5 separate regions of the Mus musculus genome follow, and all the other regions are linked to region 4. A link is a contact called in public promoter capture Hi-C data. All regions are on one chromosome and are shown on one strand. Each heading gives the region's core, a stretch centred on a gene start, on an enhancer-like site or on the middle of the called end of the contact. The rest is flanking DNA. Distances are from core to core; before and after follow the strand shown.

Region 1 (5,451 bases), core at 2,218-4,717, 1.3 Mb after region 4:
CTTTGTCTATGTAGTACTTTTTAAAAAGTTCTGAAACCATAGTAATACAACACTCCCAAATGTCTTTCAGAATTTCTCTTGGATCTGAATTACTTATTTGTAAGGCAGCTTTTTTTGGTTTCGTTTTGATTTTTGTTGTTTTTGTTTCCTGAAACTGTTTTTCTATGTAGCCCTGGCTAAGGCAGTGTCTTAAACACCTCTCAAGATTCATATTCCTTCTTCTCTTCCTTTCTTTCTCTCGTTTTTGTTTTTTTTTGTTTGTTTGTTTGTTTTTGTTTTTTGGGGTTTTTTTTTTTTTTTTTTTTTTGAGACAATGTTTCTCTGTGTAACCACCCTGGCTGCCCTGGAACTCCCTTTGTAGACCAGGTGGGCTTTGAACTCAGATAACCACCTGCCTCTGCCTGCTGAGTGCTAGGATTAAAGGCCTGCACCAGACAGATTCTTTTTGGTTTTTGAGAGAGGGTTTCTCTGTGTAGCCCTGGCTGTCCTGGAACTTGCTCTGTAAACCAGCCTGGTCATGAACTCAGGAATCTGCCTGCCTCTACCTCTGGCTTGCTGGGATTACAGGCATGGGCCTCACATCTCCAATTCCTAATCCAATTACTGAATTGGGCCCAGCAACTTGTGTTCTAACTCTCCATGCATGTGAAAATGTGCAGGTGCAAACTAATGTTCATTTGTGTGTGTGCACGGGTGTAGCTCCTCAGGTGCCCTCTACTTTTTGAGCTAGTGTGCCTCACTGGCCTGGAACTTTGCCGAGTAGGCTACACTAACTAGCCAGTGAATTTCTAGGGATCTGTCTGCTCTCCCATGTGGCCATCAATGGCACAAGCCACTGTACCCCTAGCTTTTTTACCTGGGTTCTGAAGCAAGCAATTTACTGAACAAGCCATCTCCCCAGCCCTGTAGGCCATTTTTACATTCAGTACTTGCTAGTCATAACTTTTCCCAAGACAGCCTTGAACACACACATACACAAGTCATGTTTATTTTGGTCTAAAGCAATGGGAAAAAAAGAACAATTCAATAAAACAGTAGATAGAGCCAGGCAGTGATGGTGCATGCCTTTAATCCCAGCACTTGGGAGGCAAAGGCAATCAGATTTCTGAGTTTGAGGCCAGCCTGGTCTACAGAGTGAGTTCCAGGACAGCCAGGGCTACACAGAGAAACTCTGTCTCAAAAATAACAAAAAACAAACAAACAGAAACCAGTAGATAGAAGGAAAAGCACAAAGGCTAAAAAAATTCCTCAATTGCAGAGTAGCTACTTGTCAGTGGGCACCATTCTTTTGGTCAGTGAAACAGACTATCACCACATACCTACCACAGGAGTTCACCAGGCTGAATTGTGCCAGACTAACAACTAATCAAAAACAACACTGCAAATTTGGTGACATAATCATCTACATATGGCTAATTGTCACATTAACCCTCTAACATTGATGCTCAGGTTAATGTAATACAAACCCACAAAGGAACTTCAGGTTTTTCTGTTGCTTAGAAATCAGGTGCTTGATGCACAGCCTATAACTTCAGCACTTGGGAGCTAGAGGAGAAGATATCCTGGAACATGAGATTGTCTTAAAACAAAAACAAAACTCAGGTGCTTGGACTGGAGATACTATATACAGCTCAGAGACAGAACATTTACCACATGTACAAAGCCCTGTGTTCCAACCTACAACTGAAAGAAAGGAGAAAGGGGAAGAGGAGCCTGGCACTGGCACAGTATATACCCAGCACTGAAGGGTCTGCCCTGAGGACGAGGCCAACTTGGGTAATTCATCAGACTGCTCTCAGCCGGGCGTGGTGGCACATGCCTTTAATCCCAGCACTCGGGAGGCAGAGGCAGGCGGATTTCTGAGTTCGAGGCCAGCCTGGTCTACAGAGTGAAGTTCCAGGACAGCCAAGGCTACACAGAGAAACCCTGTCTTGAAAAAAACCAAAAAAAAAAAAAAAACAAACAAACAAAAAACAAAAAAAAAACAAAACAAAACAAAACCTGCCCTCAAGTCTGACAACCTGAGCTCCATCCCCAGGACTGGGCAAAGTTGTCCTCTGACCTACACCAATACAGACACACACGATAAATAAGTGTAATAAGGAAGTTATTTATCAAGCAAACGATTCTACAACAGGAACTCTTTGAAAATCCGTTTTCCTTTTTTCTTTTAGGACAGGGTCTTAAATTTCATATTCCTCTGCCTCCACCTCCCAAGTGGCTGGTATTATAAAATCTCTTACAAGTCGAGAAAAGAAAAAAAAAATATATACATATAGTGATATAAAGTACTAAACATACATACATACATACATCCTCCAAACCTTCCATGGCAAAACAGAGCTACATCCAATCGCTCAAATCATCGATAAAAGCAACTGGGGTGGGGGTGAGCAGGTAGGGCTGGGCGCGGACTATCCAACAGACCTCACACATCAAGCCACTTCCCGTAATTCTCATAGCCTGCCTGCACTCAGCATTTACCTTCCTCATACCGTAATCTGATATCCAGGTCTTAACCACATGTAAAACACAGACAGCTATGCTGAAAAGTTCCTATTACAGTATTAGGACAATTGACACTTTCAGCAGTAGTCGTGGATGCTAGACAACAGCCCTAAAGGCTTTAAAGGGGAGAAAACACACAAGACAAGAAACACAAATTGGTAATAAAATGAGAACCCGATTCTCTGAAAAGAGTAACTCCCTAGGCTTAAGAGTAACTGAGGAACAGGTCGACTCCCTTCCAAAGAAAAGGCTTTACTGCCCAGAATGCTATGGCTGAAACCGGAATTCCCGTGAACTAACGGAAGGGAAACGGGGGAAAACCTCTGGATGCGAGATGACCTGAATTCTCTCGGGAAGAAAACCGAGCAAAGCTTAGAAGCGTATCGAGCCCAGAGTCGAGTTTTGGGCCTGCTGCGCCTCAGGGGCATTTTCTAGCAACCTCCAAATTAATCACCATAGAAAAGGCTTCAGTTGTGAGCGCGATGGATGATTCAAAGGGACTTGGGAGAGGAGGAGCCTTCTCAAGAAAAAAAGAGGGAGTCTCAGGAAAAGAACACCCCAGGGGACAGGGAGGAAGTGGCGGGGAGCCCTCGCGCGGGCACCGCCGGCGCGCAAACAACGACGGCCGTGCCGGGGCACTTACGCGGCCGCCTCTTCCGGAGGCCTTCGGCGCGCGGGCGGCCGGCCGAGGTGGAGCCGCCTAGAGAGCCGGGCCGCTCCCGTCTCACACTCTCCGCCTCCCCGGACCCCGACGGCGCCGCGCTACTCGCCCGGCGCCTCAGCGGGTCCCGCCTCCGCGCTTCCGAGTCCGCAGACTCGCCGACCGCGGCTGAGGTGGCGGCAGCCCTGCCCTGGCGCTCCATAGGCGCGCCAAACCGGCCCGCTCCCATCCGCAACAGCCGCCGCTGCCGCCCGAGCCAGCCCCCCAGCGCCGCCTTGCCGCCTCCGCGCAGCCCGCTGGAGCGCAGGCGCACGCCGGCTGCCGCCTTTTCCGTTGCGCCAACGTGCAGCTAGCCAATCCGAGCTGGCTAGGGGCGGGTTCCAGAGGTCTTGTCCAATAGGCTCCCAGACTCCAGCCGAAGAGACCGCGCCACCATCCAACGACAGGCACTCTGGACGGATGAAGGCGGGGTCAGCGCAGGCTGGGAGCGATCGTGGAGGGGCCCAAAGGATTTGAGTGAGGGGCGCCCTCTCTTGTGCATCCGCGAGAGCGGTGGCCAAGCTGCTCCCCTATTCCCTAGAACTCCAGGGAGTCTACTATCTCTTCTCTGTTCACGAATCACTCCTTCCTCCCGCCCAATAGAGCCCCCGAAGCTACTGAGAAGTGTTAACAGAAGGAAGGACTCTGAGCTGCGACTAACCTTAGCCTTTGTCCCCGGGTCTGGTTCTATAGCTGCAGTAGGAGCCACACTACAGTCCACAAAGTACAAGCACCGTCTCTTCCTTTGTGCTATGACTTCATTCCCAGTACCAGAAGGAATGAAAAGACTGAGGTTTGTCTCCATGACAACTGGCGGGAGGAGGTGGATTCTAAATCCTTCACCTACTCCCCTTCCTGAAGAAGGCAGTATGAAGGCTTGGAAGTTAGGTTGGTTGGGGTTGTTGTTGTTGTTGGGGTTTTTGTTTGTTTGTTTTTCTTTAATGTGTTTGAGCATTTTTCATGCATGTATGTCTGTGACCCTGGTGTGTGCCTGATGGTCGCTGAGGGCAGAAGAAATCGAGGGATTTCCCCATATGGATCCCAGGAATCTAACCCAGACCTCTGCAAGAACAGCAAATGCTCTTAATCACTGAACCATAGCTCCAGACCCCTGGGTTTTTACAGAAGATGGATTTTTTTTTTAAATCGTTTGCCCTTCCCAAGTGCCCTAACCCTTGATATCCCACCCAGATATACCCCTGAAGCATTCCCTCAGTCCCTCAATTTTAAGTGACTGAGGCTTTCTCACAATTTCCTAAGTACCTTTCTTGGGAGGAGATAATGTCCCTTGAATAACAGCCCTCTTACCTTCTAACTTACTCCCTCACTAATAGTTCCGGCCTGAGCTTCTCTTGTGAATGCTGAAAAACACTCCCATACTTGCTCCAAACTAGTACCCCACAGTGTAGAATTAACTCTGGAAACCTTATTTCCTAACTTGAAATTCCAGCTTCCGCAGGAACACACACACACACACACACACACACACACACACACACACTGGATCTAACAAAAATCAGGAATGCCCATAACAGAGTAGGACTGCTCTTCAGAAGACCAGGAATCAATTCCCAGCTTCCACATGGCTCACAACCCTCTGTAACTTCTGGCCATTCCACTCTCTCTTCTGGTCCCCCTAGAGTACCAGGCAGCCACATGCTGAAGTAAGAATGCATGCTGCCAGCCTCTCATGCTGTCTCTGTCCCGTGTGTAGCCATTATACCGACCCAAATCACTGGGCTAGAGCCTGAGGAAAGCTCCTTTTAGGCTTTAAGCTAAAATCTTCAGACATCATTGGAATTCTGAATTATGTGTAAACAATAAAGACAAGATAGATGAGACAAAGTGAGAGCCATCAAAGCCCTACTGCTGAACTTAGCATCCCCCCCCCGCCCCCCACCTCCTAGGGCTGGGCATCCAGCCGGAGTGCATTGGATCTACAAGCCTGAAGTGCTTGCTATCAGAGGAAACTGTGTTCTTGCTCCTGGTGTTATCTGCAGACTGGTTAGCTGACTTTTGCCACCATGCCTGGCAACTGAACACACCTCCCTTCTTGTTGATAAGAACGAGGCCCTCTTAGCTAATCCATCTACATTTGTGGCTGCTGCCCCTGTAATGACAGCCACCACTCCCTGCTCCCGCTCCCACTCCCGCTCCTGTTCCTGCTCCTGCAGCCTCAGCCAAAATCGAAGCCAAGGAAGAATCAAGCCAAGGAAGAATCGGAGGAGTGAATGAATATGGGA
Region 2 (5,576 bases), core at 2,989-5,488, 1.4 Mb after region 4:
ACTTGAAAGCTCTGGACACTCGAATGGCAGCAGAATCTCGTCGGGTCCTTCTGCTGGCCGGCCGTCTGGCTGCCCAGTCCTTGGACACCTCGGGCCTGCGGCACGTGCAGCTGGCCTTCTTCCCTCCTGGCACCGTGCATCCTTTGGAGCGAGGAGTGGTCCAACAGGTGAAGGGCCACTACCGCCAGGCGATGTTGCTCAAGGCCATGGCAGCACTCGAGGGCCAGGATCCCTCAGGCTTGCAACTGGGCCTTGTGGAGGCCCTGCACTTTGTGGCTGCAGCCTGGCAGGCAGTGGAGCCCTCGGACATAGCAACTTGCTTTCGTGAGGCGGGTTTTGGAGGTGGCCTTAATGCCACTATCACCACTTCCTTCAAGAGTGAGGGAGAGGAAGAGGAGGAAGAGGAGGAGGAAGAAGAGGAGGAGGAGGAAGAGGAGGGTGAAGGGGAAGAGGAGGAGGAAGAGGAAGAAGAAGGGGAGGAGGAAGGAGGGGAAGGAGAGGAGGAAGGAGAGGAAGAGGTAGAAGAGGAAGGTGAGGTTGATGATAGTGATGAAGAGGAGGAAGAAAGTTCCTCTGAGGGTTTAGAGGCTGAAGACTGGGCCCAGGGAGTAGTGGAAGCCAGTGGTGGTTTTGGGGGTTATAGTGTCCAGGAAGAGGCCCAGTTCCCCACTCTCCATTTCCTGGAAGGAGGAGAGGACTCTGACTCAGACAGTGATGAAGAGGAGGACGATGAAGAGGAGGATGAGGAGGATGAAGATGAGGAGGATGATGAGGATGGTGATGAGGTCCCTGTGCCCAGCTTTGGGGAGGCCATGGCTTACTTTGCCATGGTCAAGAGGTACCTGACCTCCTTCCCCATCGATGACCGAGTGCAGAGTCACATCCTTCATTTGGAACACGATCTGGTCCACGTGACTAGGAAGAACCATGCCAGGCAGGCGGGAGTTCGGGGTCTTGGACATCAAAGCTGAGCTGCTGGACATAGCTGTACCCCAGCCCAGATGGGCTGCTCCTGCCCAAGGCAGAGAACTCTGGGCAGCTGCTGGAGATGGCTGGAGAAGCCCAGGGCTTTCAGCAACGCTTCGCCAGGTTCCAGGCTCCAGGCTCTGAGACAGGCCCAGGGGCTGAGGTCCCCCTCACTGCTGTTGCCTCTTTCTCAGAATCCTCTTTCCTCCCCATTAGTCCCTGGGCTCAGGGCACTGGATGGGTGGGGAGCTGTCCGGTGCTACCACACCATGCCATCAGTGGGCTAGATCACAGCAGCAGCCAGGGTTGGGTCCTGGAAGCTCTTGGCCAGAGAGTGCCTCTCCCCCTGCCACCCAACCAGGTCTTTGGTGGGGGGATCCCAAAGCCATTCTGGAAAGGGCTCCAGAGGAAGGTCTAGCCTAGGCCCCCACAAAACTAGCAGCCCCCCTCCTGCATCTCTAGGCTAAAAGAAGCACAGTGTAACTTAGGGCGGGCTCCCGAGCCTGCCTCTGCCTGCTTTCCACCTCCCCAGATCCCTTTCTCTGGCCCAGTCTTTGGCCCTTGGTTTTCTTTCCAGATTGGAGGTTTCCAGGAGGCCCTCCAGGGGCGTGACAGCAGGCACCTCCAATCTGGGTAGCTACAGGCCTCTGCCTCATCCTCTGCAGACCCCCATCCTGGGCAGAGGGGCCTGGGGCTGGGCCCAGAGTCCAGCCACCCAGGTGCTCCTTTCCCAGCTTGAATTCAATAAATCTGTCCACTCCCCTTTTGTGGGAGTGAATGTTTTAACAGCCAAGGATGCATCCTTCATGGTCTGGGCTTGCGTCTATCTTGGGGGACACATCCCTTCCCGATTCCCCTTGGTTCTTGCCGTTAGCGGGACATGGAAGCAAGGTTTGAGTAGATGGACGTGACTGGGGTGAGTGGCAGGCGGTGACACCCACATCTAAATGTTACAGAATTCTGGGGAAGGAGGGTGTTACATCTTTTTGATAGTCTTGAGGAACCTTAGCCTTAAACTTTGTTAGTGAGAAGCTCCGGGTGGGGTAGGAGATAGGGAGCAGGTCAGCCCATATGCACCTGATGACCCAGCCCACCAAAGCTAAAGTCAGCAGGAACAAGAACAACTTTGGGATGGCTGTGAGCCAGGTTGGAGCTGGAGGTGCATACAAGGCACCCTTATCTTACCCTACGAGGGAGTTCTTCCGGCCTTTGATGGACATTTTCAAGCCTGTTAGCCACAGCACAGTAACAGAAGGCAAAGTTACTGGGAAACAAATTGCAGCCCCATGAATTGGTAGCTCGCTGTGCAAGGCCACTCCCCCCACTCCAGTCCAAAGGTGAAGGCGGCATGCCCTTCTTTCAGTGCCCAGCCCCTCCCCTCATGGCTCTTCCTTTCTGAGGCCTTCAGGTTCCAGCCAAGGAAAAGCCTGATCAGGGTAGTACCAAACCGGTTTTCCCACCTTGACTACTGCTGGCATATTACCCCTGGTAAATCCCCAAACCCAACATAGCCCAGCCACCAAGTTCTCCCTACCGTGGAATGTAAAGGGGTGGGGGATATCTAAGTCCCCCTTTGTGCCTTGTTTGCCTTAGGTGGGGGCCAGAAGGGTTGAGTCTTGTATTTCTAACACTAGGGGATTACCTCCCTTGGAAATTTGTTTTGTATTTTTTAATGCAAATTTTGTTTTTATTTATATTAAGGTAGGGAGGAACCAGGGCCTATAGCAATCCTGGTAAGTGTCTCACGGCCGAGCCACACTTCCCCTTGAAAGTTTTGAAACAAAGTCCACAAAGTCAAGCAAAGGGGTTGAGATTCCATATGACATCACCCCCTTCCTCTAGTTGGAAGCCTGGAGGAGAGGACCAAAAAGTCTAGTCTACCCTGTGGGCTTGCTCTGGAGTAAGTAGGAGGGAGCAGTGGCCTTTTCTCTAGATGCCCCTGGCTAATCCAGGACCTTTGTCCCAAGTTCCAAGTCAAATCTCTTTGGTCTGTCTCCTGCCAACAAGAATCTCTTCTACTGGACTCTTATGATTTAACACAAGCTGTTGCTAATACGGCCCCTTTTGTGTGCTAGGTGCCAAACACTCAGGTGCCCTTATGAAGTAACAAAAGCCATGACAAACAGGCAGAGAGCTTCAGTAATATGCCCAGTGCCACATCCATTAGTCTATTGGAAGCAAACTTTCTCCTTCCTTAGGCAGGCTCTAGAAGTACCCCTTTAGTACTGTGTTTCTTCCCTAAGGAGGGACCTGTGTTCCTAGCCCTCCTGGTTGCAGAAATCAATTTCCAGTTCAGACCAGTTCAGACTAGCCTTTAGAGGGAAGCAAGGGCTGTGACCCTGTCTGTAGAAGCTCTTGTCTTCAGTGTACAGTCGACGTGCAGTCCCCCCAAACCCATACAAATTCAAGATGCTTATACTTGTAAATTACTTTCCAAGTACATCTTTGGGACAAGAAGATGAAAACTGTTTCCATTTTACAAAGGAAATAGGGTTAAGGAATTAAATGACCTTCCCTAAGAAACTGGCTTTAATCTGTTCTCCCTGGGAGTCTGGGTTACATATTAAAGGCTCCAGTAGAGCACATTGCTGGGATGAAGAAATGGCAATGACCTGCAGAGTTTCAGGGGAGGGAGCTGTCGAGAAGCACTATTAAACAGCCTTTCAGAGGCAGGAGAGATGGGTTAGTAGCTAAGAATACTGCCTGTGCTTCCAGAGGATCCAGATTTGGTTCTTAGCACCAACATGGTGGCTCACAACCATCTCTAAAACCATTTCCAGGGGGATTCAACACCTGTCTTTTGAGTGTACCCAGCACACACATAGTACACATATATAAATACAGGTAAAACACCCATACCCATAAGAAAATAATTTCCAAATAAACAGCTTATCACACAATCTCGATGTGTATCATATTAGCAGAGCTCTGCACTGTCCACCCCAACCTCCCACCCCAATGGTGACTTGTGTGGTGGTGCTGCTATGCTGCTTCCTTTAGAGCTGACAAATGACACAGAAAGGGAAAGGGGTTTGGGGACATAGTACATTTTCGTAAAGCCCAGAATGGGTCAGTGATTGTTCAGCAGGTGGTGTTGGCAGATAGGAGATGCCTTCTTGGGGAGAAAGGAAGATTTAAGAACAGCTAACTGCCCTTTCAGAGCTTGGGCCCAGGGGAAGGTAACATGGAAAAACTACAACTCCCAGAAGTCTCTGTTTCCAAGCAAGTAGCGACGGTTGCTATGGTTTCGGAAAACAATATGGCTGCTCCCAGAAGGGATTTGTGTCTGTGCCGAATAGGGACCCAAACGTATATCTGAACGCTCGCAGTTGCGAGAGGAGGCATTTGAAAGGTCCTGGGGCTGGCGCTGGGCTCTGTCGGGAACGTTGAGGCCTTGCTCTGGATCCAATGGAAAGCAGCGTGGATGAGGAGGCTCTGCACCAGCTGTACCTCTGGGTAGACAATATCCCTCTGTCCAGACCCAAGAGAAACCTCTCCCGGGACTTCAGTGACGGAGGTGTGCATTGTTGTGTGTTTTAAAATACTGTCTTTATGTATGTTTAATGGACTTGTGCATATGCTATTGTTGTTATGTGTATATATAGAGTGGGGCGGCGTGGGATCCGTATTTTGGGACTTTGATTGTGGAAGCGTGCAGTTGCATGTTTCTTCTATTCATGTGTGAAGAATGTATGTCCATTCTATCTTGTATGCATGGAGTGTATCTGTGTGTCTTCCTTCAGGGGCTTTAAGAACTAAGCTGTGTGTCTGTGAACCTGTGTTTGCTCACAGAACCTGTGTTCTGCAGTCTGTCTTGTAATTTTTGTTGTTTTGTGAGATAGTCTTGAACTCCTGACTCCCCACCTCTACTACATTCCTACGTTTGCCTCTCAAAATCTGAGATTATAGGCACTGTGCCAGTACTCCTGTTGTTTGTTTTTAGTGTGGTGCTAGGGAGTCAAACCCAGGGCATTGTGAACGCTAAGCAAGCTTGCTACCAACAGGGCTAAATCCCTAGCCTGTGTTCTTTTGTATTGACATGTTCTGTCCTGCATGTATATGATTTTTTGGGGGGTTGTGTGTTTGTTTCTCAGGAAAGGCTCCTGTATTTAAGAAATGCATAGTTCTGTAGGCAGAATGTCCTTCATTTCTATGTGTATAATTGAAGAGGCTATGTGTGTATGTGACTTGTATATTTGTGTTCTATGTGTGTTCTCATGCATACTTGGCATTTATTTGCTGTGTGCATCTATACATTCTGCCCTACATGCATCTGCAGATGGACATTTTCGAGACACATAGTTTCTGTGTAGCCCAGAACTCACTATTTTCCTGCATCCTGTGTGATGGGCTTGCAGGCATGACCTACCATGCTGCTTAAATGGCCCTGGGGGGTTGAGTGCAGTGCTTTGTCCATGCTATTTGAGCATGCTGCCAACTAAGCTATACCTCCCTTCCTGTAGAAGGATGTCTTTCTGCTTGTGTTAATCAGTGATTCTTCTGAGACGTGTGTGTGTGTGTATGTGTGTGTGTGTGTGTTCCTGTGAATTCCTAGGATAAGGCTGCAGACGCCTATAGGGCCCTCTTGGAGACTGAGTTTTCCTGTGATC
Region 3 (4,949 bases), core at 1,833-4,332, 1.7 Mb after region 4:
ATCACCCAAAGTAAGAGCTAGCCTTTTCTCCTCACTATCGTGTTCACATGTCCAAGAACAAACCGATCTGAAAGAGAGACCTAACCATTTTATCTCTATACTCCCACACAATATCTACCTCGTCTCTACTAGCAGCAGTGGTGTCTGGCTCTGACCTACACCAACAGTCTCTATCAACTGCCCATAACATCTCATGCCTGTAGCCCAGGTTTTCAGAATTTGAAGGTCCCTCCATCAATCCCCCTGATCTTGGAAGCATCTAAAGTCAACTGACCTTTAAGGCTATTCCCTTTCTGGTTCCCGTCTCTAAGTCTACAATTTCATGAAAACAGAGTGACCTGTTGCATCCCATTGCTCTTTGGTGAAAGGTCAAATCCTAAATCCACTTCCTACCTCTATGTGGCATAGCACTGCACCGACCTCTCTCTGCAGTCTTGGTCCCTTTTGCTCTCTCTGCTATGGACACTGGATCTCCCCTCTAACCTGTCTTGATGTCACTCATCCCCCATCCTGCCCCTCAGGAGTATCTCAACAGAAAGATGAATCTTAGTCTCACTCTGAAAGGAGCTGGCTTCTACCGCTGCCCTCACCTCCACAATCATGCAAAATTACAATATATTGATTACTGGATTTAAAATTAAATAATTTTAAAGAATTATTTATTGGGGGGACTAAGGGGGCAGGATGTCACATGCCTTTAATCCCAGGTCTTGGGAGGCAGAGGCAGGCTGATCTCTGTGAGTTTGAGGCCAGCCTGGCCTACACAGTAAGTTCCAAATTAAAAATATTTATTTTTATTTCCTGTGTAAGTGTTTTGCCTGCATGTGTGCCTGGTGCCTGAAGTCAGAAGAAGGCATGACATCCCCTGGAACTAGAGTCATAAATGATCATGAGCCACCATGTAGGTGCTGGGAACCTAACCCCAGTCCTCTGCAAGAGCAACAAGTACTCTTAACCACTGAGCCAGCTCTCCAGCTCCATTATGGTATTTTTTACTCCCAAACGAAAAGTTAAGTTCTACAAGAATAAAATTACATACAACTTGTTTACCACTGTATCTCGAAGCCTAAAATCACAACACGCTAAACTATTAGACCAACCCCCGAAACACTGGTGCTGAGGTTCCTTGGTTTCTCCATTGTAAAACTTAAGAGTTCATCTTGCCACTGATCTCTGAGTCCCCTAGAAGATCTAACAGAGATCTATTACTTTAACATTCCAAGCTTCTCCCTTACAACTCTCTTCTACTACAGGGGCACTGGCAAAACTCCACCTTCTGGACTCTACCACTATGTCTGCAGCTTTTTTTTTCCATTTGGAATTCTTCTCCCCAACTTCACGCTTGCAAATCCTACTTAACCTCACATGCTCAAATTCAATGTCACCTCCTCCTCCTCCTCCTCCGAGACTTCTCTGCTTACTGCTAGCCAGTCACACACTCTCTGCCCCTTCATTTCCACAGGTTCTCTTATGCCAGGTTCAGGCCTCACTCAGATCAAATGACACTCAAATGGGTGGCTTCTAATGTCACCACTTATCGGAATCCTGGAAGACCGACCACCTGTTTGTATTTTGCTTTTAGCATTTACCACTATCTGAAATTATCCTGCTCATTCCTTTTGCCTAGTTACGTGTTGACTGCCTGTCAGCCCTCACTAGAACATAAGATCAATTGGAGCAAGAATCAATCCTACGCCACGTTCACATTCCCTCACTTTCCCACGTCAAATGGGGAACCCAGTCAACAAATATCTGCCTGAGATATGGATGACACTGTAGGTCTTATAACTTCCCCTTGCTGTGTTCCTAACTTCTTGTGGACCACATCAAACTCTGGATGATGGATCTACCTGTGTGCATTATCCAAAAATTCTCTCACAACAGAAGCAAATAATAGATAAAAGCTAATTAAAAAGTGATCTCTCCAAGAGGTTCTGCCCCAAACCAAGCCAACTGCATGTTGTGGAGAATCTAGGGCTAATAGGATTCTCCTCTCTAGACAACCCCGTTCCAATAGGCCAACAGTGAGGATCCAAAAACTAGTTTCTTCACTTTCCTTGGAACAACAACCAATGGTACTTTTATCCCTGAAATCTTACAACCCAGCCTTACCTTCTATTTTCACCCAACATGTCACTTCCTCGGCTGTACTTCTTCCAGACACACATATCTCCAATCTCTTGGGCTGGTCAAAGGCAAGTGCTGAAGAACTCACTCACTCACCGTTTCCTTGATACCTCATTTATCCTAAATAAGCCCGTTTTCGAGGTGGGCTTTTATACTCTTCAGGACCCACATCTAACCCACAGCAACAAATGCCTCCCGAGTGTTCCCGTTCCTTCTCAATCTTCCACCACAGGCAGACCCGAAGGCCACCAAATGAACATCCCTCCAGGAGGCAAGCCATCATCAAACACAGTGGGGCAAATTCTACCCTCGCGATTTCAAGCCCTGCACCTGCCTTGGGCCTGGAACATCAGGCTGGGCCTGCACTCCCCACCCGCACTCACCTGAAGCGGCCCCCGCAGTGCTGGCATTGCTCGCCCACCCAGCCCGTGGGGCAGACGCACTGGCCGGTGCCAGGGTTGCAGCGGCCGCCGTTGACACACGGCCGGTCACATTCCTTGGCCTCGGCTGCGGCCGAGCCCGACACCGCCGCCGCCACCGCAGCGGCCTCGGCCTCCCGGGGCAGCGGCAGCAGCAGCAGCGAAAAGAGCAGCGGCAGCAGCGGCGGCGGGGGCAGCGCCCGCGACAGCACCCGCGGTAGACACAGCCGGGCGCGCGGTCCCGGCCTCCAGGCCCCTGTCGCGGTGCAGGGTCGGTGCTGCCTGCCCTTCCTGCCCGCAGGCGCTGCTGTCGCCGTCGTGCTCCCCCTCAGCCGCGCCTCAGTCGCCGCCGCCGCCGCCACCGCCACCATCTTCCTGGGGCTGAGCCGGCGCCCAGCGAACACATACACACCCCGCACGCCGGCTCCCCTTCGCCTGGCCGTGCTAGGCGGGGCCGGGCGACGGTGGCCCGGCGGGTCCATATCCAAGGCGGGGCTCCCGCTGTGCGTCGGGCAGGGGCGGGGCTGGCATGCGCGGGGGCGGGACCAGGGCCGTGGTCTTCCGGCGTGCCCAGCATGTAGACCTGCTCAATGCCAGGGTCTTAGCGCGGATGAACATCGCCTAGTCTACGGAGGCTCTTTGCTTTCCGCACCGCGCTACGACGAGTTAGCCAGTACCTCCTTACAGTGGCTGCCTGGCTCTGCTAGACAAGCTGACTGTGGTAAGTGTTACCCTTTGGACGCCTCCAAAGCTCAGCTTATAACCCCAACTCCATTTTGGTGAGAAACCGGACCCAAAAGGCTAATGATGTCGTGTGTTGCTAGCTGAGACCTGAAGAAGTAGTACTTACTGCATTCGCGTTTCTAAACTAGGGATAACAAAATGGCACGTGTGTTAATTAAGCACCTGCATATGAATAGATGTGTAACTGACTGAATGCACACACAGCCAGGCTTTCCTTGATAGCGAGCGGATTGAACCAGTGGCAGACCATGTCTATGTGTACCTTAAATTCTGCAGGAGAAGTTTAGCATTATCTTGTACCCCACGACCTATCCATATTCTCTGAAGAAAGAACAGCCCAGAATTACCGGGAGCGCTCTCAGCTTGCACACCCTTCTTGCTAACGCCAGTGCCTCTCCTACTCCCAATGATACATACTTCCCAATAGCATAACCTTGTATGGGCCACTACCCTGGAATGTACGCTGGACCTTGACTATATTAAACCGATAGAAGGATATGGTAAAGAGATAACGTGTCAGTTCCAGCTCTGATCTTATTTTTTGTTTCTTTTGTTGCTTGGTCTGGTTTGGGAGGTATTTGTTTATTTGTTGTCCTGGGATTCTCCTGCTCTTCCACCTTGGAAAGATTCATACAGAGGTCATATGGAGAGAAAAGGTCCCAGGCAAATGAATCTGGTAAGCTTATAGCTGGAAGAACAGTCACTGAGTGAAGAAGCCATATGGGTTGTTTTAGCCATCTGAGTTGTTCCACTAAAAGAATAGATAGATAGATAGATAGATAGATAGAGATCTATTTAGTTGGCTTACAGGATGCAGTCCAAGTAGTTCAACAATGGCTGTCCCACCCTAGAAAGGTGCTTGATCCACAAGACTGGACTCCACAGTCCCAATTCGGTGCTGGAGTCCTAAAAGATTCCTGGAGATCTCACTGCTGATCCAAAGAAGTCAGTTCTAATATCAGTGAGGTAACGCTGCAGAAACTTGATAGATGACCTTCCCTCCAAGAATAAGAACAAGCAGACAGAAAGCAAAGTTTCTTCTTCTCTGTCCTCTTATCTGCCATGAGAAAGTGCTACACAGATTTAGAATGAGTCTTCCTGCTTCAGGTAATCTGATTAAGACAATTCTTCATGCCCAAGAAATGGTGGCCCACACCTTTAATCCCAGCACTTGAGAGGCAGAGGCAGGTGGATCTCTGTGAGGCCAGCCTGGTCTACAGAGTGAATTCCAGAACAGCCAGGGCTACATAGAGAATCCTAGTCTTAAAAAGAAAAACCAGTTCTTCCCAAGAATGCCTATGTGCTTGTGTTGTTGTTGATCCCAGATACAGTCAAGTTGACAAGCAAGATTTCTCATCAAGTCTACATTATCTAAATAGGAACAAATCTTTCCTGTGTCTCATCCAGTGAGAGGCCCATTGCTCTTTCAAGCAATGTTTCAGCCTGCTTTAGAGAGGCTAATCAGAACTTTGCCTCATAATCTTGGGCTGTGCAGAGTATACTTATGCAGGTACTTGAGAGTTTGGGCACCTGGTCCTGGAAAACAAAGAAAACCTCACATACATGTATGAAACCTCTCTGATTAACCTGGGAGTAGAGAATTGGAGTGCACCCATAGTCAGACACCAGTGTCCAGCGCAGGCCCTGACCTTGCTCACT
Region 4 (5,618 bases), core at 1,276-3,775:
CTAAGCCATAGTACTTCTAAGGAAAAAATGTGCAGGAAACAAAGCTGATAATAGCTACAACTACCAAGGGAGAAAAAAAAAAAAAGCTACACGCCCTCCTCCAAAGAAACATTATTTGTAACAAAAGTTCAGACTTGTAATATTAAATCCAGCAACATCGTGGCCACAAAGCAATATGCAATGGTGGGAGCGATAACCAGTGGGCTGTTTCCTAAAAAGCACCATCTGCTAAGTAATTGTGTTAAAATGCATATGAGAAATTGAATCAAATAAAACTAATTTCAGTAAACCGGAACTGGAGCAGTTTTAGCATCAAACAGCCTAACTTTACCTCTTGGAAATTTAAAATTCAGAAAGTAAGTGGGCTCCCTGGAATTCTCTGTCAAAGTCCATTAGTAGTAACGAGTCATTTGCTGAAGATTTATATTCATAATGTCACAGGCAGTAACGGGCAGAACACACATCTAGGCTGAGCTCTTAGACTGGGAACCTTTCCCATGAACACATTTAAAAACTTAGAAAATGAGATCGTGTGCTTATCCCAGACAACCAAGAATACGTCTCAGAATCCAGTGAGATGGCACATGCTAAGGGTTTCTGTGAAGTTTAAAATACTCAGTGCCCTTCTGGTAATAATAAAGTTAGTTCTCAGATTAACCTCATTAACGATATGTTCGAGGAACCATAACATCCCATAACATCCCATGTACAGAGCAGGAGCCAGAGGAGGGGACACACGGCTTGCCCAGCCCTCCTTTAGGAGCTGTGGTGGCAGAACCAGTCCCACGACTGATAGAGGGGTTGCTCTCAGAGTTTCTAGGCATGCACAGTAAACACTTCCCTTTTCGACTTTCATGGATTCAGGTTTCTTTGTAAATCATCTCTTGTTACTAGCTAGTTATCTTGTAGAAACCTCTGTTTCTGGCCATAGGCCATCCTTCAAGTGTGGATTCAAGTTATCTCCCAGAATCTGTAGGGGGTTGGTTACAGAGCTCAACTAGGATTCCAAAATGTTCAGGTTTCTTATATGATTAATATACTATCTTCATATAAGCAATGCATACCCCTTACTTTAGGGGTTATTTTAAGTTTATTTTGTATGTATGTGTGGTATGTATGTATGTGTATGTATGTATGCACCACATATGGGACTGGTGCCCTTCGGGGACAGAACAGGACATTGAAGTCCCTACACTGAAATTATGGAAAGTTGTGAGCTGCCATGTGGGTGCTGGGAACCAATTCCAGGTCTTCTGCAAGAATAAGCACTCTTAACTACTGAGCTATCTTTCCCACCCAGCATATGCCTTTATTTTTAAATCCCTCTCCCCCTCGTTTATATGTTAATACGAATACATTTTTCCCCCCATTTCTCGCCTGTGATTGCTTGAATCTGCCAATGTGGAACTCAAGGATACGTTGGGTCAACCATACTTTTATTGTTGTTTTGAGACAATGTCTTGTAATGTAAGCTGTTGCTGGTCTAGTACCCATTACGCAGGCAGGCAAGCCTCCAACTCATATCAACCTTGATTTAACCTCTGAGATTCTAGGATTACAGATCTGTATCAGGTGCAGATCTTTTGATATTTTAAGAGGATTTAGGGAGGGGCATGAGTTAGATCTACCATCCCGAACCATAAATATTGCACAAATGGTAGTTTGACTAAATGATGAGATATACTAAAAACATTCAAAGGAAGTAGACTCTTGAAAAACACCACTTAAGTATGACTAACAGCAGAGAAATGAAGTCACAGCGAGCAATTAGCAGATGTAGAGCAGTGGACCTTCAATACGAAAAGGTGATTCTGCTTGATGCTCACTATCTCAATTGAAGTGAAACCCGATTACATAATGTTGTGTTAGAAGTTACCTAGTGGTTGATCTTGGGCTGATTTAGGGTTGGAGGCACACACAGAGATAGAAGAGGAGGAAGAGGAAGAGGAGAGAGGGGAGGAGGAGGAAGAAGAGGAAGGGTAGTTTTAGAAAGCAAAGAACAACTCTAGTTTGGTTTTATTTATTTATTGACTTATTTTATTTATTTGGGGTTTGTGACAGCAGGCTTCTAGAAGTCAACAGGAGTCTGGTCTCTCTCACCATGTAGATTCCAGTGGGTGAACTCAGATCTTCAAATGTGGTCAATGCCTTTATCCACTGAGCTGTTCTGAGCTCCTTGTTTTAGCTTTAAGGATTTAGTCTGTGATTGTTTCCTAAGGAATGCAGTTTCCAGAAAACATCAGGCTCCCTCAGCTCTCTTTTTTGAGACAGGATCTCACTTTATAGCCTTGGCTGGCCTCGAACTCGAGTCTACTTGCCTGGCTCAACCTCCCCAACACTGGGATTACAGGCGCACCACCTTGACCTTCAGTACCTCAGCTGACCCCAGCCAGATGGGCTAAGGCTGTCGGGCCACCTCAGGTCTCTGGGCAGCCCTTCCAGGAACACGCAGCCCGCCCCCCGGCGCGCGGCCGCCGATTGGCCAGGACCGGACCGGGCGTGACGTCAGGCCCCGCCCCGCCGCCCTTCGACCCCGCCCCGCGGGGTGGGCTGGCAGTTTAGTCTAGGGCAGCTGAAACCGGTTTGAGAGGCGGCTGTAACTGGGCTCCTTGCTTCCTCGGGCCACCTAAGGGAGCGCTGGCGAGGCGCTGACGCTCGGCTCCGTCGGCCGCGGCCCAGGCTCTCGGCGCGGCCCGGAGCGGCAGGTGAGGGGGGCCGGCGGTGCGGGCGGGCGCTCACGCGGAGGGGCGGGCGGGCGGGCGGCCTGGTGTTCCGGAGCCGCGGTGCGGCTGGAACCCCGGCTGCCACGCGCGGCTGCGGTCCCACTGAGCGGCGTGACCCAGGACAGCCACGGAAATCCCGGGCGGAGAATAGGGGAACAAAGAAAACGGCGGAGCTGGAGCCCAAGCCCTCGGTGCCTCCCTTCCTCCGCGCCCCCTCAGTCACCTCGCGCCCGCACTGGTGACTCGCGCGGTTTTGACAGCTGCTTCTTTCCCCAAAGTGCCTAGAAATTAGTGCCCGCGAAAGAAACTCCGGGTGACAGTACAGCCGGGCGGGGGGAACCCAGGGCTTTGTGTAGCTCCTCGTCCGTGCCCTCGGTGACGTTTTAGGGCTGCGGTCCCCTTGGCGTCGCCGGCTTGGAGGCAGTGGCTGCCCCGTGCTGCTTCATCTGCCGGGTCCGGCCAGAAGCCCGAGGGCTTGGAAGCCTGGAGTTTGCCGGTTTCTAGCGATTCTCTGACTCTGCAAGCAGCAAGCATGGTCGGGTCTAGAGTCCCCTCTTATACTCCTGTCCCCTGCCACTCTGGGTCTCCTGCCCACTTAACTCTGCCCTTCAAGCTGCTGCCTGCTACATTTCTAACACAATAAGGAAAAGAATAAATACAAGCTGTCAGCCTCCCCTCTCTCCCAAATTGCTCAGTGTTCTAGAAACACACAGCACAAAATAAAACTGGTAAACCCCATGCAGTGGCTTACATACTAGGGGAAATCAGTGTTCTAAACAAAATTTAAATCTGTAAAGAGAGATACAGGAAATTTGCACCCGGAGAACTGGTAAACACAAGAAAACTGAATAATATTTGGTGTGTATAAAAAGTTGGTGGGTGAGTCAACTATTTGTATATAATAAAAACGTGTAATAAATGCATATGAAAATGATATCAACACGAAATGAAAAGCATTTGTAAAAAATCCCACTGCATGTCTAAAGATGATGAGATGTTAATTTGGCTTAAGGACTGTCCAAAGGCTAATGCCTTTGCTTAATGAAAAACCCATTCTTGTCTGCATATGTTTGATTAAAATATTAGCTGAAAGTATATGGAGGTCTGAGAAATGGGGCCATAGTGATCCCCCCACTAACACGGGCAGACATCAGTGTGGTCACTTAACCTGCTTCTTAATTATAGGATATTCTGAGAATCTGCTAGAATCGAGGAGAATTAGAAACAGCTTTTTTTTTCTTTGAAAAGTTTTAAAGGAAAACACAGATGTTCTTTTTTGGCCAGAAATATGTGCTTTAGCTAAAAATACCCACTTTCAGTTCAGCTGTAAGCTAAATGTTTCTGTCCCTTTGGGGTTAGCTTAAATTTCCAGTATGTTTCTCAAGCTGATAAACCAGCTAGGTCTGAAACTAGCTAGGTCCACAGTTGAAAACATTCAGCAAAAAAGAATAAACTTTTTTGTCAGGAGGAACTGTGAAAAGTTTTGATGTCAGTAAGTTATGGTGGGTGACATTTAAAAACTCCTTGAGTCTTTTAACAAACTTCAAATGGGCCAGACACAGGCTGCAATGCACACTTTTTTTTTAAACAAAAAAACAAAAAACAAAAAAAACCAAAAAAACAGCCAGGGCGTTGAAGTGAGATCCAGCCTCAAAAATAAGTAAGCAAATTAAATTAACAGCTCAAATTTACCTAAACGTGCTGTGTAGTATATATCTTTAGGTAGTACAAATTGGGAATTGCATTGGGAAAGGAATTACCAAAGCCAAAACAACAAACTCCGTAGTGAGGCGGTAGGTGAGCTGGTTATCTGTCTCAGCCGGGTGTGCAGTTACTAGCAGTTTTTACTCTTACCTTTTATGTGTATCTGAAAGACCTCCTTCATCCAAGTTGGGATATTTTTGTTTGTTTAGCAGAAGAATAAAGGTAGATGTAAACTTTGAGATCCTCAGTAGAACAGGTACTTTCTAAAACACTGTTACTGCTGTTTTGGAGGCGGTTGGGTGCTGAAGCTGTCCTGCACCAAAATTTTGGCCTCTGTCCATGGTCAAGTGAGCTGCCAGCACAGCGCCTTCCCAGGTTTGCTTGGTATGGTGCTACAGTTTTTGAGGGGTGAGAATTGAACTAGATTGCTGACTTTTGACAATTCAAGTGGACGATGGCACTTGTCTCCTGGACTGTTCTGTGTTTCCATGTGTTTGTCTCTGTGTAGTGCACCAGCTGCAGCTGTTACTGCTGAGTTGTCAGCGCGATCTCGCAACTGTAGAGATAGAAAACTTGGCTGTTTTCTCTTTTATTAAATATCCAGACTGTTCCTGGTTGTCTAATGAAGTAGATGTTTAGAGCTAAATTTGTACTCACTGTTAGTGTGAGTACATGGAAATAATTACATGTGACATCACTTACATTTGATTGAATTGGTTATAGCCAACGAGTAGTTAGCTGAATACCAATTCTGAAGTCTTGTAGATGAGCTTGACCTTAGTTTAGAATTGTAAACACTGGGTGAAAGTTCAGATTACAGTGTAAGATTTATAGGCTGGTTAGACTCACCAGAAAAGGAAGCTTGCTGAGAGGCCTGAGGGCCTCACTGCTGAGAGCCTGTGTGATCCCCAGGACCGTTCATGGGAGGAGAGAACCAACTCCTGCAAGTTGCCTCTGACCGTCATGTGTGTACCTTGGTCCTCCCTCCCTTTCCCCTTTTCTCTCTTAAAACACAAAGAGAAATTGAAGTTGGTTATTCAGTCAGTTGCTGAGTTATGGGTTTAGTCTGTCTCTTAAAATTATTTCAGTGTGCTGGATAGTAGTGGTGGGCACCTCTAATCTCAGAGGCTAACGCAAGCAGATCTCTGAGTTTGAGACTAGCTTGGTCTATAGATTCAGCCAGGGCTACAA
Region 5 (5,001 bases), core at 1,562-4,061, 1.0 Mb after region 4:
GATTATATAAAAAGCAAAAAATGGGACCTGAGAATTAATACTAGTAATTAAGATTGGAATCCAACAACCAGTGATTTGGGGCTTATGAAATAGCTCTGTGGGTAAAGTGCTTTCTGTGTAAACATGAGGACTTGGGTTGGGATCTCCAGTAGCTTCAGAAAATCAGGTGTAGTGTGGTGTGTCCTGAGACCCTAGCCATGGAGTAGCAGAGACATGTGGAGTTTAGAGCTGGCCAGCTTGTCTAGATGATCAGCAGGCTCCAGGTTCAGTGAGAGACCCTGTCTCAAAAAGTAAACTGGAGGCTGTAGAGATGGATCAGCAGTTAAGTGCACTGGTTTGATTTTCAGGACCCACATGTTGGCCTACAACCATCAGTAACTCCAATTCCAAGATATCCAATACCCTCTCCTGACCTCTCTGGGCACTGAATACCCATATAAATAACCCACAGCAAAATACCCATATACATAAAATTAAAATACATTTAATAAAACAAGTTTAAAATAAATAAAATGGAGAAGCTATTAATAAAGTCATCCCAATATCAATCTCTGGCCTCTCACACATACATACACCCATATGTGTGCACACGCGTACAACACACACACACACACACACACACACACATGAGAGAGACAGAGACAGAGAGAGAGAGAGGAGAGAGAGAGAGAGAGAGGAGAGAGAGAGAGAGAGAGAGAGAGAGGGAGAGAGGGAGGGAGAGGGAGAGAGAGAGAGAGAGAGAGAGAGAGAGAGAGAGAGAGAGAGAGAGAGAGAATAAGGAAAGAGAAAGAGAGAGAGAGAACCAGAGACTGGCAATGACCAGTTATCAAGCAAAATCAGCATTATTCAGCAAATTTCAGTCAAGTAAGCTAACATAGCTTGTGATTTTACTGATTATTCCACAAGCCCTGACATATAGAAAGACAAACATGTCTGTTTCTGACATAACATGAACTTCGTCTTCCATCTCAAAGGAAGTCCCTTCTGCTGAACCACAAAGCAGGTTCTCCAGGATCAGGGAGCCAGCGCTATGCCCATGAGCCTCCAGGAGCTCACAGTGCTTTGAGAACCAGTGGGGAGACTTGCAAGGAGGGCCCAGAGGGTCAGACTTAGATTGCCCCAATCCAGCCAACACTTCTCTAAGATGCTGGTTTGAAGTCTTGCTTTGAAGCCAGAATCCCACTGCTTTATTCTGTTCTATTCCAATTCCATTTGCCCTCAGCTGTAAAGAAGGCAATGGTCCCAGAGAGTTGCTGAAGACCCTACAGTAAGAATTGCTGAAGACCCTACAGTAAGACAATTCCAGTATTCACTCCCCAGGTACAAGCTCCTATCAGAATATCTGCCTTAGGAAGGCAGTGTGTGTATAAGTCATACTTTGCCTGCCAAGGGCTCAGCTCTTGTGGATCGAGTTCAGTGAATGGTCTGCAGGATGGGAGAAGAAGAAAGCTCATGTCACAACACAACTGAGGCTTTCATTGCTTCTACCATCCCACCATCTGCAACAAGGAATAAACCAGGCACCAAGGACATGCACATGACATTTTCAGAGCATCCTCCCGCATCTCTATGGCCTCGCTTCCATAAGCCAAGTCAAGGAAAGGAAGAAATGATGAAGAATGAAAGGTAGTGTTTTGAAGATGTATTTGTGCCTGCACTTGTGTGTGTGTGTGCTCGCGCACATCATGTGTGTGCCTACATGAGTTTATGTGCACCATGTAAGTACAGTTGCCTGAGGAGGCCAGTTTATGTGCACCATGTAAGTACAGTTGCCTGGGGTGGTCCAGTGGCATTGTGTCTCTCCCTATTGGTCCTCCTCCCTCCCTTCTCTTTCCCTTGCGTCCCTGCTTCCTAGCACAGCCCCGTCCCCTCTCCCCTCTGTTCTTCGTGTTCAGGCTTTACCCCACTATTCTCCACTCTTCTGAGAAGTATGGGCACTACTTTGGTGGCGCTGCTAACACAGTGAATCTTACTCTCGTTTTCACATGTGGGGAACCGAGGCACAAGACGCCGGAGCCTGAATGGTGGAGGCAAGCTACTCTGCTCCCTCCCTGTTAAGCACCCTGCAGTAACCTTTCCCACCCTCCAGAACGTGACCTTTTCTGCCCAGAGGGAGTCCCGAGTACTTCGAGTAGCAACAGGAAGATTTATTCTGACTTCTGATGCAGAGTAGAGTTGCAGGGCCAAAGTTGGTATTATTCAGAGTACGGGCAAAGTCCTAGGGCTGTGACCACACCATCTGGTCTCACGCCAGTCACGCCCATCTTCAACCCGCGCCCAAGCATCTTGACCCCTTCAGGGCTGTCTCAATGCCACCATCGCACCATAGTGGGTTTTGAGATCTTGGGCTGGCCAGTTGCCCTAGAAAAAAGAGGAGGGGCATCAAACCGCATCCAGACGTTCTCAAGTGGCAGCGTTTTTTTTAAATCATCCAGCCCTGAACCCACAGATCCTGGGCTCTTGCTGCTCTCTGGCGGCAGAAGCCGGGAGCCCGGAGTCCCGGGGAATCGCACCTTGTATGCTCCGCTAGGGCAAGGGCAAGCAGAGAGTGACCGCAAGTCCAGAGAGAGGAAGGGAGGCAGCGAGGAGCGCTGGGGCAAAAGCCGGGGTGCAGGAGAGCTGAGGAAAGGAGGATAAGGGGACAGCTAGGGCAGAGGACGGTCGTGAGCACCGGCGAGGACCCCCGCAGCCGCTGGACGCGCGGAGCCCCTTCGCTGGCTCGCGCCGGCCGCCCCCTCCTCCCTCCCCGCCGCCCCTCCTCCGTCCCGCCCCCGCGCAGAGTCCCCTGCGCTGCAGAGGCCGCCGCCTGCACTGACGCTCCCGGAGGAGCCACCGCTCGCCAGGACACGCTTGGAGAGGGGAGCAGGGAGCAGGGAGCCGGCCCCGGCCCTTGTTTTCTTGTGACTCTGCAGCCACCGCCAGAGCCCGTTCCCGTTGGGACCTTCACGGCCTGGTGACCTCCGCCCCGCTCTCCCTGCAGCACCGCTCCCCTGCGGCCCCTCTGCCGCGGGAACTTGGGCAGGACCGACGGGACCGGCGCGCGGGGCTGGCTCGGGCGCTGCGGCGATGCCCGCGGGCTCCCTCCCCGCCACTTGCTCGCCCTGTGCCTGGGCTCGGGCCCCGACGGCTGCGCCGTGAGATGACTTTCCGCGACATCCTGAGCGTCACTTTCGAAGGACCCCGGGCGAGCAGTAGCACTGGGGGCTCCGGCGCGGGCGGCGGAGCTGGCACGGTTGGCCCCGAGGGTCCGGCGGTGGGCGGCGTGCCGGGTGCCACAGGCGGTAGCGCTGTGGTGGGAACCGGCAGCGGCGAGGACAACCAGAGCTCCACGGCAGAAGCGGGGGCCGCGGCAAGCGGCGAGGTGAATGGCTCGGCGGCCGTCGGGGGGCTAGTGGTGAGTGCTCAGGGCGTGGGAGTGGGTGTCTTCCTAGCCGCCTTCATCCTCACCGCTGTGGCGGGCAACCTTCTCGTCATCCTCTCCGTGGCCTGCAACCGCCACTTGCAGACGGTCACCAACTATTTCATCGTGAACCTAGCAGTGGCTGACCTGCTACTGAGTGCAGCTGTGTTGCCCTTCTCAGCCACTATGGAGGTTCTAGGCTTCTGGGCCTTCGGCCGGACCTTCTGCGACGTATGGGCCGCGGTGGACGTGCTATGCTGCACTGCCTCCATCCTTAGCCTCTGCACCATCTCTGTGGACCGGTACGTGGGTGTGCGCCACTCGCTCAAGTATCCAGCCATTATGACAGAACGCAAGGCCGCTGCCATTCTGGCTCTGCTCTGGGCGGTGGCCTTGGTGGTATCTGTGGGACCGCTACTAGGTTGGAAGGAACCAGTGCCCCCGGATGAGCGTTTCTGCGGCATCACCGAGGAGGTGGGCTATGCGATCTTCTCTTCCGTATGCTCCTTCTACCTCCCCATGGCAGTGATCGTGGTCATGTACTGCCGCGTGTATGTGGTCGCGCGCAGCACCACGCGCAGCCTCGAGGCGGGCATCAAGAGGGAGCCGGGCAAGGCCTCTGAGGTGGTTCTGAGGATCCACTGTCGCGGCGCAGCCACTAGCGCCAAAGGAAATCCAGGGACACAGAGTAGCAAGGGGCACACCTTGCGCAGCTCGCTCTCCGTAAGGCTGCTCAAGTTTTCCCGCGAGAAAAAGGCTGCCAAGACCCTAGCCATCGTCGTGGGTGTCTTCGTCCTGTGCTGGTTCCCCTTTTTCTTCGTCCTGCCTCTGGGTGAGTGATTCCCTCACTTTAGACCCTTCCCCTCTGGGCGGTCCTTACCTGGAAAGCTTAGATGACCCACAACCTAACTGTGGAAGTTTATCAACTTCCTGTTCTCTTACTAGAGAGAGAGAGAGCGCGCCCGAGGGGTTCTTGATACTAATGTGTTTTCCCTTAAACAGGCTTCTCACTCTTTCTTACCCTTTGTAGATGTTACAAACCTCGGTCTTGCTTTAGTTCCTTGGAAATCTGAGCAAACATCAATCTGTATGATGTGATCAGTGTGTGTGATCCCCATAGATACCCATCTCTGGAAATAGATTGTGGGTGAGCCCACATGCATTCACTGGCAGCAGACCCAAGCCAGCCAGCCACCTTGTAGCTCAGCAGATGCCAGAAGTGCTGTGTTCTCCATAGACATCCATTTCAGTTGGCCCCACTGGTATCTGGGAGAACCCTGTGGGCTTTCCCTTCTGAAATCTTCTCTGGAAGAGGTTAGAGGAGGGGACTTGTGGGGGTGGGAAGGACAGGATAGGAAGTCTGTCAGGTGGACAATTACTATTGTTTATAGTCATTTACAGAGTGAACTAGTTCCCTTACAAGGGCCCTGCAGTCCTGGGGCAGGTACAACTGCTCTCAAGGGATTCTTCGCACCCCCTGAGCCTCTCTGAAGGTCCTGGAGCAGGGCCCAAGGGCCAGAACCAGCTCAGAGAGGAGAAAGGGGCAGCCTGTCTCAGGCTTATGACTGCAACCTCTCCTGGTGCAACCAGGGCCTCTCCTC

What was found. Promoter capture Hi-C pulls out the DNA fragments that hold promoters and counts their contacts. Capture Hi-C pulls out chosen DNA fragments and counts their contacts.
Region 1: a contact with region 4 is called in a promoter capture Hi-C map of liver. The contact joins the promoter of Pank2 here to the promoter of Gpcpd1 in region 4. A contact is called at or near these places in 1 of 39 promoter capture datasets (pre-B cells) and 1 of 9 other capture datasets (liver).
Region 2: a contact with region 4 is called in a promoter capture Hi-C map of adipose tissue. The contact joins the promoter of Spef1 here to the promoter of Gpcpd1 in region 4. A contact is called at or near these places in 1 of 39 promoter capture datasets (erythroid cells) and 1 of 9 other capture datasets (adipose tissue).
Region 3: a contact with region 4 is called in a promoter capture Hi-C map of liver, with 5 times the contacts expected there. The contact joins the promoter of A730017L22Rik here to the promoter of Gpcpd1 in region 4. A contact is called at or near these places in 2 of 39 promoter capture datasets (liver and pre-B cells).
Region 5: a promoter capture Hi-C map of stem cell-derived epiblast-like cells shows a contact between it and region 4, with 2.3 times the contacts expected there. The contact joins the promoter of Adra1d here to the promoter of Gpcpd1 in region 4. A contact is called at or near these places in 2 of 39 promoter capture datasets (the 3T3-L1 cell line and stem cell-derived epiblast-like cells).

What each region holds. Positions count from the first base shown.
Region 1 is chr2:131,260,516-131,265,966 of GRCm38.p6, reverse strand. It overlaps Pank2 (pantothenate kinase 2), which reads right to left and starts at 3,467. Exons shown (of 7, transcript NM_153501.2): 1 at 3,152-3,467. The coding sequence starts at 3,398.
Region 2 is chr2:131,173,472-131,179,047 of GRCm38.p6, reverse strand. Spef1 (sperm flagellar 1) reads left to right here and starts at 4,238. Exons shown (of 7, transcript NM_027641.2): 1 at 4,238-4,483. The coding sequence starts at 4,375. It overlaps Cenpb (centromere protein B), which reads left to right. Exons shown (of 1, transcript NM_007682.3): 1 at 1-1,759. The coding sequence ends at 971.
Region 3 is chr2:130,904,529-130,909,477 of GRCm38.p6, reverse strand. It overlaps A730017L22Rik (RIKEN cDNA A730017L22 gene), which reads left to right and starts at 3,082. Exons shown (of 3, transcript NR_015523.2): 1 at 3,082-3,267. Atrn (attractin) reads right to left here and starts at 2,983. Exons shown (of 29, transcript NM_009730.3): 1 at 2,511-2,983. The coding sequence starts at 2,917.
Region 4 is chr2:132,575,155-132,580,772 of GRCm38.p6, reverse strand. It overlaps Gpcpd1 (glycerophosphocholine phosphodiesterase 1), which reads left to right and starts at 2,525. Exons shown (of 20, transcript NM_028802.3): 1 at 2,525-2,705.
Region 5 is chr2:131,560,307-131,565,307 of GRCm38.p6, reverse strand. Adra1d (adrenergic receptor, alpha 1d) reads left to right here and starts at 2,811. Exons shown (of 2, transcript NM_013460.5): 1 at 2,811-4,232. The coding sequence starts at 3,140. It overlaps Gm14285 (a long non-coding RNA gene), which reads right to left and starts at 3,532. Exons shown (of 3, transcript XR_374988.3): 1 at 3,448-3,532; 2 at 2,514-2,619; 3 at 855-2,361.